Linked DNA regions of Mus musculus: regions 1, 3, 4, 5 and 6 are each linked to region 2. The links are chromatin contacts, called in public Hi-C and promoter capture Hi-C maps. All regions are on one chromosome and are shown on one strand. Each heading gives the region's core, a stretch centred on a gene start, on an enhancer-like site or on the middle of the called end of the contact. The rest is flanking DNA. Distances are from core to core; before and after follow the strand shown. Region 1 holds the start of Actr2 (ARP2 actin-related protein 2). Region 2 holds the start of Meis1 (Meis homeobox 1). Region 3 has its middle 190 kb from the start of Etaa1. Region 4 has its middle 16 kb from the start of Gm31505. Region 5 holds the start of Cep68 (centrosomal protein 68). Region 6 has its middle 290 kb from the start of Etaa1.

Evidence for each region. Promoter capture Hi-C pulls out the DNA fragments that hold promoters and counts their contacts. A called contact is a pair of places that touch in the nucleus more often than the background predicts.
Region 1: a promoter capture Hi-C map of pre-B cells shows a contact between it and region 2, with 4 times the contacts expected there. The contact joins the promoter of Actr2 here to the promoter of Meis1 in region 2. A contact is called at or near these places in 2 of 39 promoter capture datasets (liver and pre-B cells), 1 of 484 Hi-C or Micro-C datasets (adipose-derived mesenchymal stem cells) and 1 of 115 datasets of contacts at active chromatin or transcription factors (astrocytes).
Region 3: a Hi-C map of cerebellar granule neurons shows a contact between it and region 2, with 3 times the contacts expected there. The contact joins the enhancer-like site here to the promoter of Meis1 in region 2. A contact is called at or near these places in 6 of 39 promoter capture datasets (the 3T3-L1 cell line, the C10 cell line, embryonic stem cells and 3 more), 4 of 484 Hi-C or Micro-C datasets (cardiomyocytes, cerebellar granule neurons and cerebellum), 1 of 115 datasets of contacts at active chromatin or transcription factors (neural tube) and 2 of 9 other capture datasets (adipose tissue and pancreatic islet).
Region 4: a contact with region 2 is called in a promoter capture Hi-C map of embryonic stem cells, with 6 times the contacts expected there. The contact joins the enhancer-like site here to the promoter of Meis1 in region 2. A contact is called at or near these places in 7 of 39 promoter capture datasets (the 3T3-L1 cell line, embryonic stem cells, liver and 2 more), 3 of 115 datasets of contacts at active chromatin or transcription factors (embryonic forebrain and embryonic stem cells) and 1 of 9 other capture datasets (embryonic stem cells).
Region 5: a promoter capture Hi-C map of pre-B cells shows a contact between it and region 2, with 4 times the contacts expected there. The contact joins the promoter of Cep68 here to the promoter of Meis1 in region 2. A contact is called at or near these places in 1 of 39 promoter capture datasets (pre-B cells) and 1 of 115 datasets of contacts at active chromatin or transcription factors (astrocytes).
Region 6: a contact with region 2 is called in a promoter capture Hi-C map of liver, with 5 times the contacts expected there. The contact joins the enhancer-like site here to the promoter of Meis1 in region 2. A contact is called at or near these places in 12 of 39 promoter capture datasets (the 3T3-L1 cell line, cranial neural crest, embryonic stem cells and 6 more), 2 of 484 Hi-C or Micro-C datasets (cortical neurons and uterus), 5 of 115 datasets of contacts at active chromatin or transcription factors (astrocytes, cardiomyocytes, embryonic forebrain and 2 more) and 1 of 9 other capture datasets (embryonic stem cells).

The regions. Positions count from the first base shown.
Region 1 is chr11:20,111,540-20,114,239 of GRCm38.p6, forward strand. Actr2 (ARP2 actin-related protein 2) reads right to left here and starts at 1,412. Exons shown (of 9, transcript NM_146243.2): 1 at 1,266-1,412. The coding sequence starts at 1,313.
Region 2 is chr11:19,017,535-19,020,234 of GRCm38.p6, forward strand. Meis1 (Meis homeobox 1) reads right to left here and starts at 1,435. Exons shown (of 12, transcript NM_010789.3): 1 at 687-1,435. The coding sequence starts at 698. Gm16141 (a long non-coding RNA gene) reads left to right here. Exons shown (of 3, transcript XR_381070.4): 3 at 1-796.
Region 3 is chr11:17,761,904-17,764,603 of GRCm38.p6, forward strand. No RefSeq gene overlaps it. Among named protein-coding and RNA genes, the nearest start is that of Etaa1, 190 kb to the right of the region's middle. Within about 2 kb of position 1,363, at least 2 of the 459 cell types and tissues checked have an H3K27ac peak or open chromatin away from gene starts, as enhancers often do. A contact at or near this core is called in cerebellar granule neurons and cerebellum, where this site is marked.
Region 4 is chr11:17,981,933-17,984,632 of GRCm38.p6, forward strand. No RefSeq gene overlaps it. Among named protein-coding and RNA genes, the nearest start is that of Gm31505, 16 kb to the right of the region's middle. Within about 2 kb of position 1,364, at least 6 of the 459 cell types and tissues checked have an H3K27ac peak or open chromatin away from gene starts, as enhancers often do. A contact at or near this core is called in embryonic stem cells, where this site is marked.
Region 5 is chr11:20,248,095-20,250,794 of GRCm38.p6, forward strand. Cep68 (centrosomal protein 68) reads right to left here and starts at 1,330. Exons shown (of 7, transcript NM_172260.3): 1 at 1,213-1,330.
Region 6 is chr11:17,662,688-17,665,387 of GRCm38.p6, forward strand. No RefSeq gene overlaps it. Among named protein-coding and RNA genes, the nearest start is that of Etaa1, 290 kb to the right of the region's middle. Within about 2 kb of position 1,369, at least 19 of the 459 cell types and tissues checked have an H3K27ac peak or open chromatin away from gene starts, as enhancers often do. A contact at or near this core is called in liver and uterus, where this site is marked.

The DNA of each region.
Region 1 (2,700 bases), core at 162-2,661, 1.1 Mb after region 2:
TTTATAATTTAGCTTAAATATAGTGTAACAATACAGGCTTTGCTTTAAAAACCTTTTTCCTGATAATTTAGAAGCTTTATAAAATTGTACCATTTCCCTCACTGCTTTATCCTTTATCTCAAAAAATGAGATGCATTTTATGTATCCCTTCATGAAGTCTGCAAATATAAATATCTCTAATGAGCACATAAATGGGGTTGCTTAAAAACCTTTAAGTTACTGAATCTTAGGGCTGTTACCACAGCAGTGGTATGGATGTCCCTTTGTATTGTTACCTATCCTATTCTAGCCCAGATTTAGCTTAAATGAAGCTAGTACAATAATTGTCAAAGTTTGTAACAAATTCAACCAAGGGCACTATAATGGCAGTGAATACCAGCTCCTTCCCCTTTCAACAATCTGGCTTCAAAGGTGTAATTCAAGTAAAATCTATTTTAATTTGTGTGTCGTCTCTGTGGCAGAGAGGAGAAAAGTCACAAAATGTTGCAAATCGCTAAAGGAGTCAGAAACAGTTGCATCTTCAAAACTGGAACTTTGATGCTCCACCCTTTTAACTGGGGATAGAAAGAAACCAGTTGCAACGAGTTTTCTGAATCAGAACTTTAGGCTTATTTTGACATTTTTAGCATCTTCAAGACTAACGTGTCTATCCTGTACTTAACAGAAAAAAAAAATGAAGCAGAGGAGGAACCAGAAATGATCCAACTTCCCACTAGAATTTACTTGAGAGGTCCTAGGTCTATAATAGGGCGGCATGCAAAGCAAGAGGTGAAGCAGGAGCTGCTGACCATCCCCCTCTCTCAAAACCACAGACGACAAGGACAGCCCACACGCTCTCCCGGGGCAGACTCCAGCCGCGGCCCGGGGCCTGACAGCACTTCCTCTTTTCTCTGCGGAACCCGTTTCCTGCCTCGCATTCGGCATCTTTCGCTACACAGGAAGAGGAAGGCCGCTAGGTCTTGTATGGACGAACACAGGCGAGCCTCGGAAATGGAGACCTCCTCGCCACCGAGGGACAGGGCCTCTCACCGTCTAGACCCATCTCTCGGCACGCCGGCGGATGCTTGCGAGCGCGCGGGGACAGGTTCCGCCGCCTTCGGGTGCAGCGCGGGTAGCCTAGCTCCGGGCCACCGGCTCCGGGCCGGCCGGCGCCCCCCGAGAGCTCGCCCGCCCGCGCGCCTGCCCGCGCCCCCGAAGCCCAGCCGCGCAGCCGAGGGGCCCGCGCGCACCCCGCACACACACGCGGCCGCCCCGCCGGGCCTTACCCCAGTGCCGTTGTCGCACACCACCACCTTCCTGCCCTGGCTGTCCATGGTTCGTCCTGGTGAGCCGCCGCCCGGCCTGGCCTGCTTCCTCCTCCACACGGCCCCGCCCTCGGCCCGCCGCTCCGCCCAAACCGGAAGTCCCCGCCCGGCAGCCGTTCCAAGAGGGCGGTGCAGAGAGAGAAAAGAAGAGCGGGGACTGGCAGCCGAGAAGGCCAATGAGAGCTGTCCGGCGCGGACCCGGGCGCGCCCTCTCGCCTCGTTCTGCTTCCGGGGCTGCGCTTGGCTGGTGGGGCGGCGGCTCTGACCAAGTTGTCTCGGGACCTAGGGCGCGGCCGGGCCGGCTGTACAGGAGGCAGGCAGGTGAAGGCCGGAGGGTGTGTGGCGGGACGGCAGTGGAGAAGGGTGGAGCAGCCGGCTAGGAAGACCGAAAGCCACCTGGAGGTCCCGAGGCATGATGTGTCATTGCTCCTAGGCCTGGGTGGATACACCTACAAGTTTCAAACCTCCGGTTTATTCCACACCTCCAGTTGCATGCAGCCCTAGGAGCCTGGCGGGATGCTTTCGTTTCTTTCTGCTTCACCACTTCCCTCTTTGATTTTCTCAAACAGGAACTCACCATGTTGCCAAATGCAGACTTTAAAATTGAGGTCCTCTGTAACCTCCCTTGGAAACAGGGACAAGTGTTACACGCACCTCTTTAAGAAATTGAATATGCACCCGGGCACTGTTGGCGTTCGCCTTTAATCCCAGCACTTGGGAGGCAGAAGCAGACGGATTTCTAAGTTGGAGGCCAGCCTGGTCTACATAGCAAGTTTCAGGTCAGCCAGAGCTATAAAGTGAAACCCTGTCAAAAAAGAAAGATAATGCTTTCACTTAGCGCATAGTGGTGAACTTGCTTTCAATCCCAGCACACAAGTAGAGGCAGTTGGATTTCTGTGAATTCCTGGCCAGCCTGGTCTATTTACAGAGCTAGTTCTAAGACAGCCAAGGCTACAACAAAGAAACCCTTTCTCGAAAACAAAGAACAAAACTCTTTCCTTTAATTTTAGTTTAGTTTTGTTTTCTGAGACAGGGTCGCATTGTCTATCCTTGTGTTAAAACTAAGAATATTAAGTTAAAAAGACCAAATCCATGATTGTCCAATTGGAGCAATTTTGGGGTACACCAGGACTGGCCAACCACCTGTCTCACCGCTGCCGGTCGCTTGAGGTCCGTTTTATGGGCGAGATGTGAGCGAATTGTTAGATACAGTGAAAGGGAAGAGTCAAGGGTCAGAGTATATGTCATGTGAATCCCAAGTTTAGCTAGGCTGAAAACTTGTTTTGCAGTTTACATCAGACCTAAGAAACAGAAACTTATTCTTTTTTGTTTGTTTGCTTTTGTTTGTTTGGTTGGTTTTTTTTTGTTTTTCGAGACAGGGTTTCTCTGTATAGCC
Region 2 (2,700 bases), core at 185-2,684:
AGCCACCTCTGCGGGGGCATCATTGTCTCAGTTTACTTTCAAGGCATTTTCATTCAAATAGGAATATTGGGGAAATTAGTATTGCATTTTAAAAGTGAGAGCTCTGTATTTAGTATCTAACTAGTACAGAACTTAGCTAAGGAAAAAATCTACAAACTTATTATCTTGCATAAAATCCCATGCAAATTAAAATTACTTTTATAAAAGGAATGTTTTTCCAACCAAAAATTCACTGCACCAGGACATTACTTAGCGGAAAATGCTCCCCATTTCTACTGATACTGAAGATGAATATAATCGATAATGAGGCAAAAGTTCTCAGCTGTTCATTTTCATTAAACATAGCTTTAAACTTTTGGTCCCTAAATGCTTAAATTACAGCACTGGATATGAAGCATCTTCCCCCTTGTCTTTTTTATCTTTTAAAACAGGTGATTCCTTGAGCTTGTATTTTTATTTATATAGCTGTTGGCTAGGAATCTATAGACAACTTGATCACTTGAATTAACCACAAGAAACATGCATAAGGCTGCAAACGCATTAAGTAAAACTGTCGATTTAGGCCGCGGCTTTAGGATCCTCATTCAAAAAGAGAGAAAGAAAAGAGGAAACTTAGTAGCAGTGTCTTTCAGCCACGTTTCAATTTAATCTCACATTTGACTTCCACAATTGCTTTTAATACGTACCCTTTGCGCCATCGGCCTCTCTGGCTCCCTTCCTACTTCAACTTCTAATATATCCTCTTTAAGGCCAGTGTGAAAAGAAACAAATATGCAAACTCCCCCGGAAAAAAAAATAAAGCACAACAATAACAAAAAAAAATCCCTTTGCGTCTCCAGCAGTGTGAATTACTGGTCCCAGATCTTCGGTCTACCGGACCTGAAGCAAGGCGCCCGCGTCGCTGAGCATAAAAGCGCTCTGGTTCCACCAAGACAGCAGTGGGAGGGGAAAAAAAAAGCAGATCTTCTCTCCCCCCCAAAAAAATCAGTTTAAAAAAAAAGAAAGAAAAGAAAAGAAAAAGAAAAAAAAAAAAGAGCGCCCCTCAGACCCAACTACCAAATCTCATGGCTTTCTGCCACTCCAGCTGTCAATCACAGGCGAGGTTGTCAACGTGGTGAATGAATGATCGTCCGTTCTGTCTTCTTCTGGTCAGAACACCTCAAATGTTAATATTCAAATGCACAAAGCCCTAGCGCCCGCTTTCCTTGAATCAGTCCTAATTCCTAATCAGTTTCTCTCTTCTCTCGCTCTCTTTCTCTTTCTCTCTCCCTCTTTGCAACTGCTGCACTGAAGGGAGATTAGAGAGGAGGGTTAAAAAAATGTCTGTCTGAGTTTGTCTTAAAGGAGCCACGATCGATGCTGCCCGCTTGCAGTCGCCGTGCGTGTGTAAAGTGTGTGTTGCACAGGCGGAGAGGTGGATTCCGACCAGAATGCTAGAACCCGGAAGTAGTGGTGGCCATAACAGGTCGCGTCTTACACAATGCATTGGGCTGCAGCAAGTAGGCTCCTCGGCAGGGGTGGGTGCGCGAAGCGAGCTCTGGCCGCACTGGAGAGGCAGAAAGACACTCCACAAATTCGCACGCCCAGGCACTAACACCACACACCCAGGGCACATGCACACAAATACAGGCTGCAGCTCCCAACCCGCCGGCTTTACGTCCCCTTCCAGCCTCTCTTCCCAAAGCGGACGCTTGAAATAAATCGGGAATAAACGTAGGGCAGGCAGATGCCGGAGTTAATTCGCTCAGGGCTCCGCTCATGAAAGACTTCAAGACTTTCCTCGAAATTATTGGGGTCTGCCAGTATTTTTCGGGGTGGGGGTGATGCCAAAAGTACTGGATTCTCTGCTAGACTCCCGGAGGAGAAAAGTCAAAGCCAGAGCAAGAAGAGGAGCTGGAACTGGACTGGAAAAGGTTCCGCTCGAGAGTCCTGAGAACGTGGGGTAGCGGTCGCCCGGGCGTTCTGCAGACTCAGCTTAGAGGTTTTCTTTTCTTTTCTTTTTTTTCTTTTGGTTTGGGTTTTTTCTTTCTTTCTTTATTTTTTTTTCTCCCCCCGCTGTCAGAAGTGGACGTAGGGCCGGAGGAAAGGAAATGCTTGCATTTTGTCACTTTGAGTCCGGACGTCCCCACCTCCTCTCTTGCAGCCCTCAGCCCCAGCCGCCGCGCGAAGTGAGGGAGGAAGGGAGGGAACAATGAGCCGAGCGCCGGGAATGTGCCCCCAGCGCTTGTTTACAAACACCGAGCTATTTATGACCGCTGGAGAACGAAACTCAACGCGGGCACCAAGCAGCCAGACCTTGCGGGCGGCCGGGGCCTGGGAGCCCCGGGACCCGAGGCTCTTTCTCGATTGCGCTACCGGCAAGTTTAGCCGTGCGCCCGGGGCGCGGCGAAGCTGCAGAGCTCCGCTGCGCTGCGGCTGGGGCTGCCTTTGTCTGGGCGACGCCGAGGGGCTCCAGCCTCGGCCTTGCTCGGGCCTGGAGACGCTGCGCTCCCTCCCACCCCCCACCCCCAGCTCTTTCAGCGGCGACGCCCGGAGCCGGCCTCCCAGACCTCCATCTCTCAATTTGTCTATCTCCGAACCCAGCCCCGTGAAAGCTCCCAGTTCCAGAGAAAAAGAAATCCACTTCGGAAGCTGAGATTTCAGACAAAAGCTGACCCTGCCCACAACTTAAAGTCTCCAACCAGCCAGTGGTTTTTAACT
Region 3 (2,700 bases), core at 113-2,612, 1.3 Mb before region 2:
CAGTTGACATTTGGGAGTTGAAGAACTTGAGAAGATGGGTGTATAGAAGACAGGAAGACCTATGGTATTAGTGGGAGCAGTGCCTACTTGGAAACTGAGACCCCAATGGGGCATGCCCCTCATATAGTGAGAAGGACCAAGCCTAGTGTGAGACTTGGGGATAGAAGATTCAAGAGGAAACATAGTTGTCTGACAGTACTTGGAGGTAAAACACCAAAAAATCTAGCAGGCCTATGGAATGAGGGAGACAGATGCCTATTCACTGTCATAAGGAAGCAGAATAATGGAGGAGATGCGTTGCCTATATTGTCGGAAGTAGCAGAGGCTACCTGATGAGTGAGTAGGGTCCCAAAGGAGGGGCAGGCTACAGGTTAGTAGTGGGTCCCACCTATTAAGGCAGGCAAAAAGATAAAGTTCCAGAGGTGCCAGGCATGCCTATGTATTGGAAAGGAGTGGACCTACCTGGTGGCATGTGGGAAGGAAGTATCAGAAGATTGTGGTAGGATTGTGGACTAGGTAGCTATACATGATGTTATTAGGAAGTTGAGGGCTAGAAGGGTACAGCAGGCCTACAGGATGGCTAGGAGCATAGATCTATGCTAAGCTTTGGAGCACAGATATTTTTAAGGTTTGTGTTGTTTAGCAACATGACAAGTACAAATTGTGAGCGGGGAAAGTATTCCAAAAGGGCTGTTGCGTTTATACCGGCACGTATGAGTAACACAGGCCTCCTATGTATCATTCATGTGTAAATATGTCAGGAGATTGTTAGTAATCCACAGAGCACAGCACATAGTGGGCTATACTCTGCTTAGTAAATGGTAGCCTCTTTCCCTCTGCTGGTAGCTTTTGTCTAAAAGAGAGAACAAAATTTGTATATGAGAAAGAAAACTCATAAGCTGACATGGATGACATGAGTTGTGTATTTACATGAATCGCATGTTCCTGATACAGGAATTATAACGACACGATTATATTTGGGTCTTTCTATAGTGTAGGGTGTTGGGCATGCATTAGTCACCTGGGAATACAACAAGCAAACTCCACAATTTTTCTTCAACAAATTTTACAGATAAAAACATTTAAAGAGATCACCTTAAGGCCAGGACGAATAAACAACAGAAGTGTAAGAGAATTATTCCTGGTTTCGCTTGTGTCATAGTAGTCATCCCATGGAGTTTGAGAAAAGGCCATTGTACTCAAAACTAGGCAGTTATTTCCAGGAAAAATGCAGAAATTTTCAACCTATGGATTCCAGGACATGTTATGTTAAAAAAAAAAGAACATGAATCTATTCTAGTCTTACTCTACATTATATAACGAAATACTTGGAATTGAAAGGAAAACCAATATAATAATAATAGTAGTAGTAGTAGTAGTAGTAGTAGTAGTAGTAGTAGTAAGTGTTCCTTTTGCTATGTGCTAATATTTAAATGATAAGGAGATATTTTAGAAATAAAGAAGCATTGATAGATGTGAAATTATTTCAGAAATTTCACTCTCCATGATATAAAGAGAAATATCCCAATGGTTTGAATCTAAAGAGGAAAAGTGGCCATGGTTCTTTATACATATAAGCAGGCCACCAAGCTTATTCTGAAGTTCTACTTTCCTCTGCAGGTTATGTTTCTACATAGTGACAGATGGCCCCAGCAGGGGTTTGGGGGTGTCAGTGTCACCAATGTGTCCAGATGGAACGTGACAAAAGTACTGATTTATGTCCTTTGCATCTCAGATACTTGCCAAAATTGAAGGGCCCTTCTGGACACTCATAAACAAAGCCATACTAGTCAGCCAAAGCTTGTGAATGAGAAAGACATAAGCAGGCTTTATAGATCAATGACATCAGGAAGCCACAGTATGTTTAGTAAGCCTAAAAAATACCCAGAAGAATGGATCAGTTTCTTCCCATCAGAATTATTTGGATCAATCAACAAGTATTTATCTCTACTCACCAGAAGGGTACACAACAGTATCTCTTATGTAAATGATGCCTAAAGTGAGGGAGTGGAACCAGATCTCCTGCACCTCATGAAAAGGAAGAACAAGAGACCTGGGGCCAGGCTGGACCACACAGACATGGTGATACCAAATTTTTCTCACAGATTTCACTTTTTATCAAATGAGCTTTCTGCTCTGCCTTAAGACATTTTTGTATGAGAGACACGACATCTTTAGTAATATTTCACAAATAAGTTGTTACAATTTGAATATGGAGTAGCTCCTCTTGGCAATATTTTAAATGCTTATTCCATAGTTTGTGGCTCTTTGTTGGGTAACTGTCTCCATTCTTTTCTGCAGGTGTGATAAAATATCATGAGTAAAGGGACTTACAGGGGGAAGGATTTCTTTCACTCACAGTTCCAGGTTATACTCCATTATGCCAGGAAGTCATGGTGGCAGGAACCTGAAGCAGCTGTTCCCACTGTGTCCTCAGTGTGAATAGAGGAATGGATGCACACATGCTAGTGCTCAGCTATCTATCTTCACTCATGGAACCTACAATTAGAATTGTCTTCCCACATCAATTAATGTAGTCAAGACAACTGCCCCTACCCCCCTACATGTACAGACACACACACACACACACACACACACACACACACACACACACACACACACACACACACACACAGAGGCATTTCCAGAAGCTCATCTCCCAGGTGATTCTGGATTCTTCCAAGTTGACAAATGAAGTCA
Region 4 (2,700 bases), core at 114-2,613, 1.0 Mb before region 2:
GCCAGAACTTAGAGGTGAGAGATTAACACTATGGCCAGGTGATGGCGGAGAACAGCAGAAGCAGCAGATCCCTTGGTCCTGGAGTTACAGATGGCTGTGAGCCACCCTGTAGGTTCTGGGTTTTGAAGCTAGGTCCTCTGGAAGAACCACCAGTACTCTTATCCACTGAGCTACCTTTCCAGGCCCTCTGCATGCATTTATTAATCTATTCTATCAATGGCAGAAATAGAGGAAACTTCTCCCCAGTTTGAAAGTATATTCCTTTGTTTTTATTCAGGTGTATTTTATATTTATAAATTTTTATGTTGTTTTAATTTTTATTGAGAATTTATTATAGTATACTGTGAGGGAAGAAATTTATGCGTTGTACTGGATAATCTACATCTTAGCATATTTTCAGTGATGTAATAAAATATCATGACAAGTGAAACTTATGAAAGAAATCATTTTATTTGAGGATAATGACTTCAGAGTGAAGTGGCTGGGAGCACTGGAGCAGACAGGCAAGCATGTTCGCTAGAGCAGTAGCTGAAAGTTCACACTTTTATCTGTGAGTAGAAGACAGAGAGAGCGAACTGGGTCATGGCCTAGGCCTCTGAATCCTCAATCCTCCAACGAGGCTGTACGTCCCAATCCTTCCCAAACTGTCCCATCAACTGGAGACCAACTATTCAAATATATGAGCCAATGATGGAATTTTCATTCAAAATACCAAATTACACTCTTTGGTCCCTAATAGGCTGCAGTAATATCATAATGCAAAATACATTTAGTTCAACCACAAAAGTCCCCACAATCTTTGACAGTCTCTACATTATTTCAAAGATCAATATTCAAATTCTTTTCTGAGACGCAAGGCAGTCTTTTAATTGTATATGCTAAAAGAAAAGAAGAAAATCACATACTTCCAACACATAATGGTGCGGAATATTCATCTAAAAGGGTGAAACCAGGGCATACTGAGACAATGCTGGACCAAAGCAAGGCCGAAATCAAGCATATCTAATGTCACAGGGCTTACCAGGCTCTGTCTTTCCAGTTTTGCTGACTACAACACATTTCTCTCTCTCTTGGGATGCTTCCTTGCATACCACTTTCCTTGGCAGATATCCCATTACTTTAGCACCTCAAGCATCTTGAAGTCTTTGATGCAATCCAGGCTCCACTGTCACAGTTTCACACAATGACCTCTATGGGCCTGTAAGACCCTCAGTAAGTGGAACTTACTTCAAGATGCCCCCTCCCCCCAAGTGAGACATTGAGATGCAGATCAATGCAAAAGCAAGAGGTTTATTTTCTAGAACATTGGGGTCAACCCTCAATCAGTCCCTTGAGGTGAGTGATAAGAAGGCCACCCAAATGGTTATTACACACAGTTTTTAGACTTTTTAGATGCACACGTTACATCAGCAAGGTTACAGTTCAAACTTACTGGCTAAGCATATTGATCTTCAAATCTATTGATTAGCAAGTATGACATGCATTTAAACGCTACCTGGGACTTTCCAGAGGGTCAGGTGACTATTAGCCAGTACACTGTGAGAACATTTTACTCAAGAATGTTCCTGTGGGTGGAGAATGAAACTTGGCCTAGCCTTGACCCCAGGTGGGAGGGGGAAGCTGTAAGGAGGGTGTGGGACTGGAAAACCCTCAGGCCTCCAGACAGGGACTCTCCTGCTGTATGTCTGGCCTCAGTAGCTGTCTTTAAACATGGAAGAAGTTTCCACAGCCTTACTCATGAATCCTTCATGATTCTAAAACTCCAACCATCTGAATAAGACAACTATGCTGGACTACAACCACAAAAGCTCAAGCTTTACCTGGCCCCTTGTTTTTACATTCATGATAGCTTTGATTTATTGTTGTTTTTTAGGAGCAGAAAATTCCTCAGGCCTTTTCCTTACAAACTAGAAGCTTAGTTGGGTGAGTTCTCTTACTGAGGCTACCCCTCCCTCCATTCCATTTGAAATTTAGGCTCTCCTTAAACACTTCATGGTACAAATCTCCATCATTGTTGGGAGCATGGCAGGAAGTAGGCAGATATGACAGTGTAGCTGCAGCTGAGAGATCACATTTGGAAAGAATTAAGAGGTGGTTTGTTGGAGGAGGTGTGTCATTGGAGGAAATGGGATCATTTCCAGTGTCTCCCCACTCTGCTTCATGGTTGTGCCCCAAAATGTGATCTCTCAGCTGCAGCTACAGTGTCATATCTGCCTACTTCCTGCCATGCTCCCAACAATGATGGTCAAGTACTACAATCTGTAAGTTAAAACACTTTCTTTTGTAAGTTGTCTTGGTCCTGATGTTTTATTATAGCAATAGAAAAGTAACTAAGACAGAGATTTGTACCATGAAGTGTGTTATTGCTATGTCAGACAGGCCTAACCATGTGGGCTTTTGGATGGATGTGGAAGACTTTGGGAGTTTGGACTAAAAATGTGGATGGGTTCTGTAAGTGGGACGTGGCTTAGTGCACCATCGGAGAAAAAGCTTGAAAACAACAGTGGTGAGAGCAATGTGAACTATGTAGGCCCAGCTCTAGAGTGTCAGACAGCAATAGCTTTAACTCCTCAATGAGGAGCCAAATATTCAACATATGAGCTTATGGAGACCATTCTCATTTAAACTTCTCTAATAATTCTTATTCTAAGTTCTTTCAGTAGGTGTGGTTTGGTTAACAAAAACAAAACAAACAAACAA
Region 5 (2,700 bases), core at 80-2,579, 1.2 Mb after region 2:
CCTGCCTCTCTCTCCCGAGTGCTCTGGTAGGTCTAAGTATTTCTTCTTATCTTAGGTATTTTATAAACCTTGGAATTGGCACTATTACTCTTCCTAGCCATGTTTTTTTGTCCTGTCGTGCTGGGGCCTAAATTCCACTTTATAGATGAGAGAACTAAGGCACACGTGAATTTATCCTGAATTAGTAGTATGAAAGGGACTAAAGTCTGAATTGATTCAGAGAGCCCAGCTGCTTCCTTAACCTGTAAAAATAATCCAACAACTTAAAGGCTTTTAAAAGTTCCGGTTCCCTCAACGTTGGGCTTCACTTGTTCTTGTTTTCTTTTGGTTTCCTTCCCTTACAGACCTTTCATCCTGTTAGGGGGCGGGGAAACCACTTCATTGCCAACCCAGGCCCATATGGGCTGCCCAGAGAAGGGTATGTTTTTCAGTTGTGGGGGTAGGGAAAAAGTTTTTAAAAGCTTCTGTGATGATGTGAAGCTGGGTTCCCTTACACCCACTGTTCCTAAGTGATCCAGAATTTAACCCAGTCCGCTGGAGAGAACTAGGTGAGTAGTGGCTTGTATTTGAACCAAGCCCAAAGCAAAAAGTGTCGCAAGCTGTATACCAGACTACCTCTTTCCTTGTCTCGGACCCCATCAATTCCCAGTAAGGTCTACTCTGCTCGGGCACTGGGAGTTTTTAGCTTTTATTATTATTTTTTTAATTTTTAATTGAATAAAACATGGTAATTATAAAATTACTAAGTTTGGGGCATGTGCTCCCGGGCTGCTGAGACTGGCTAACAGGTGACAGATGACAAGGGTAGATCTTAGAGATAAAAAGTGCGCCGCTTTGCTTTCCTCCTCCGGATGCGTTCACTGGGCCATGGAAGCAGCAGCCGTCCAGACGCGAGCGGCTGTGGCTGTGACCCGCCGGTTCTCCGCGACCAAGGTCGACGCGCGCACAGCTGCATGGGGCTGCCAGAGGTGCGGCCCCACGCGCTCTGCAGGCCGCGCTGGCCCTCCACAGCCTGCCCCTCCGCTCGCCTCCACCCGGCACGGTCCGCAAGATGGAGGCGAACGCGCGAGGCGCCCCCATCGCGGCCAGCCTTTGTGCCCTCCAGGCCGCGGGCCTCCCCCAGGGTCCCCCACGCGGAGCCCCGGGCACGAGGGGAATGCCCCGACTCGAGTCTTGGCGCCGCGACACTCGAGCCGGCCACAGCCTTTTTACCTCACTCCACACCGCCGCACGTCCCGAGCGACCCGCGTAGCTGGGCCAGGGTCCCAGGCGGCGACGACGGGGCCTCCCGCGGGCGCCCGCACTCCTGGGGAGGGAGGGCCAGGCGCCCGCCACGCCCTCCGCCCTTGCCGCTTCTCCGCGGAGGACGCCCCATGAAGCAACCAATCCAAACTCTCCGTTCGGATGCTTCACCAATCCACAGCTCGTATCTGCCATGGGAACCCGCCCCCTGCAGGACCCTGGCCTATGGGTGGCCGGAGCTTCTTTCTCCGCTGTCCGGACGCGCGTGCCAGCTGGGTGTTCGCGGTCCTGGCGTCCACGCAGGCCCACGCGGATAGCAAGGCGCGCTCTCCGCGGATCGAAGGCTTGCGGTGTTTGGGTCGACGTGCTCTCCGCGGCTGGGAGGGTGGTTCCAGGCTTGGTGCTCCCCTTTTGCGTTGTGTGGAACCCCCAGGGCATGTCCGAATCTGGGCATCGGGCAGAAGTTGGGCGAGGGGACCAGGTGTGGGTCGAGCTCCCTCCCTCCCCCCACCCCCGGCCCCTCGCCACCGTCCTGAGACTCTGAGGCTCAGGAGGCCCAGCCTGTCTCACCAGTAGTGGGAGAAGGGACTTCCACAGTGTTCTGGGCCTGTGAAGTTTAGAGAAGGAGCTGGACTGATCTTAACACGACAGAGACTTAATCCAACCTAAGACCACAAACTTAACTGCCAGGCTGGCCTGCCTGGCCATAGTGCTCCTTCTGCCTCGGCTTCCCCAGTGCAGGGAGTACAGGCAAACCCTATCATGCCCAGCTTTTTATTTGGCTTTGTTTTGTGTGTGTGTGTGTGTGTGTGTGTGTGTGTGTGTGTGTGTGTGGAGAGAGAGAGAGAGAGAGAGAGAGAGAGAGAGAGAGAGAGAGAGAGAGAGTGAGTGTAAATTTCATCGTATCCCAGGCTGAATTTGAACTCCTGATTTTGTCCCAGTCTTCCCCATACTGGGTGTTTTAAAGTAAAAGTGTATTGTTATATGCAAGGCCTTGAATTCTCTCTTCAACCCAGAAGGAAAAAGTTAAAAAGGAATTCAGAACCGAAATGTGTCAAATAGGTAGGTAGCATTTACCAGCGTGTATCCAGTTACTTGTTTAAAGGAAAAAATAAATAAAGGACGTATGAAGTCATTTAGCAGTAAATATGGTAATGCGATTGAGCACCTGGATGGTCTCAACCAGATGTGTTCTGTACTCTTCTTTGACTTTGGCCCAGCGGCCTTCTCTAAGTGTTCTTGCTCAGTTGGAAGGGCGTCCTGAAACACAGAAGCCCAGGAACCACACTGCTCTAAGAGGAAGCCTCCTAACTGAGGTGTTGCAGCTCCCAGGGGGAGGGTATCCCCAGCTCAGCCCCACTCCTGTTCTTTCCTTCTCTTCATTGCTTCTTGGCTTCTGATGAGAGAGTACCACCAGGCAGCAAAGCTCATAAAAGATATTTATTGGAGGGTCCAAAA
Region 6 (2,700 bases), core at 119-2,618, 1.4 Mb before region 2:
GTCTTTCCATTGATGTCATCCGCAGTTTCTATTTACCTTGGGAGTAATTCCTTAACCTCTGACTTCCTGTGTAATGGTGACAGCATCCCTTTCTTGTGCAAAGGACAATGACTATGCTGTAGTACCATTGTAGTCACTCTAGATGAGCAGTTTGCCCTTCCCTGTCTTTTCAGCCAGCCTACAAGAGTGAGACAACATGAGTGAGGAAGCAATGAAAGGCCAAGCAGAGCAAAAATATGTACTATTAGTTCAGTGAATGAAATTGAACTAATTATGATGGAAATGCAAAACTATCTGGTAGATTTTCAAACACCAGTCCTTTGAAAGCTTTATTTTTTGAACTTCCCAGATACTTATAACAACATATAACCCCTAAAATGAGTAGATACCTGTATTGCTATCTTACGAAATGGTGTAGAAAGTAGGGTTTTTTTGTTTTAAGAAAGGCCGTCATCATTACCATTTTCTTCCTGTGTTTCACTTGTACATCTTTTAAATTATAGCTATTATAATAAAATGATGAATCATCGACTATCTTTATGGGATTACTTCAATATTCACAATGTACAGCATTTCTTCCAGGGCTTAGATAACAAAGTACATTTTCAGGACTTTGGGGATATTTTTCCTTTTGTCTGACAAGAAAACCACTGGTAACTTTCTCATGCCTACTGTTGTCTATAATGATGATGGTTATTTTGATGATAATTTTATTATTGTAATTATATGAATATGCTACATTCCCCTATTAAATATTTGCCTGTTATGAAAATATATGTAGGGGAAGATTTAAATTAGAGTGAGCCATGGTTTACACTGGGTTCTTACCTGAGAAGATTTTTATGTTCCTACTGTGGAAAGCCTCTTTGGTTTTCTAGGAAGTTGGAAAAATAAACACACAGAAGAGCAATTTTTAATATAACTGAACCAAAGATTCTTCCCTAGTAAGAGGCAGAGACAGGCCTTCCTATGGTTGCTTCAGACATCCATTCTTGAGTATTATGCATGCCATGTATCACTCTCCAAATCTTGGAAATCGGCTGTAGAGGTATAGAATACACATTTCTGTTTTTATGCCACAGATCACAGATAAGCATAAACAGAAACTAGATACATGTAAGTCGAACTCAGTATAGAGTGACCTAGTAAGCAGTGAGTTAGACCTCGCTGCAGGATCTGAGCATCCAGCCCACAGGCGACTCTGGGCTGTGTTAGGTAAGCTGCCTAGAATGGTTTATTTTTAAAGCCTTGTGCCTTGTTTGTGTGTAGTCCATTTTTATGTTGCCTCTTACTCTGGGTTCTTCAGCCTTCGCTGCGAGCTGGCTGCTTTATGGAGCTCTTGGGAGGACCTTGCTATGATGAAATTGGAATGCCTGTGCTCCTCACCTCTCTGCCAATTTGGGTTTATTTCTGTGCGGACACAGGTTTGGCAGGCTCTCCTGTTGACAATTATAGGCTAAATCCATTTCGGGCTGTTCGCCAAGCTGGGCCCACAAAAGGAAATCAAAGGAAAGGATAAGCAAGTGTGTTAGGGAGAATAATCTACAGGGACCAAGTCCAGGCTTTAAATTTGAGGATGTCCAGGGTGGGAATTATAATGGTGGATGAGTGGAACAGATTAACGTACATTTGCAAAGATTTATTCTGTGATATGAAATGTCTACTTAGAGCAGTTTTAGATGGCAAAAGAGCCCTACTAAGCAGCCTGGGGACTGAGGAAACTGGGCTCGTTAGTAGATTAAACTACTTCATTTTGTGACTTGTCAAGCTGTGTATTGTTATGGAAAGTCACCTCAGTTACATATGCTTCTTCATCCTTTTTATGGTGAACAAAGTGAATTGACGCATGTGTGCAAAAGTGCTACAATGAAACCTATTACTTTGTATGGCGACCTAAAACTTTTAATTGGAAAAAATAAATAAAAGATCACTCTGTCCTCCTGTCCTCCTGTCCTCCTGTCCTCCTGCATGCACTTCCCATAGATACCTTTCAGTGAGCTTCTTGCTTCTAAAGCTTCCTGGAAGATCCAATGAGTGCAGAAACAGAGTGGCCGAGGGGACAGGCTTGCAAGGAGGCAGGAGCTAGAAGTAGGCATATGCCTGCAGCTATTGATCCTGCCTGCTGCCCAGAGCAGGTTTCAGTGGTTTCTTTGAGAAGTGCACTATCTCAGTCTTGGGTAGATAGGTGCCAGTGGATTATTAGTTTTGTGAAATGACCTTGTCAGGATCGGGAACTGTGAACAGCACCCAGGACTTTTGAATCCAAGGGAAGCTACACATCAACGACTCATTTGAAGATCTGTGTCTCCTTCTTCCTCATAGACAATCTGTGACATATTGTCCTGGCAACTTCTTTTTAATAGTACCCTCTTCCATAACCTGGGCAGGAACATACACAGGGAAAAGTCAACACAGTTCAACAACTTTATAGGGAATCATTCAGATCTGGATGTGGGGCTATCACATGCAATTACAACTCAATAAATACAGAAGCAAGCAGGTCATTGAATCTAAGTTCTCATCTTCGTTTGATAAGCATTCAAACAGCTTTGGATAATGAGGTTGGTCAACTAAACATTTTATTAAAATCTCCAAGTAACAAAGAGATATGAAATAGTACTCCTTTATACTTGCCAAGAAATTTTCACACCAATCCCTCCCTGATGTCTAACATCAGAAAGGAAAAAAACAAAACAAAAC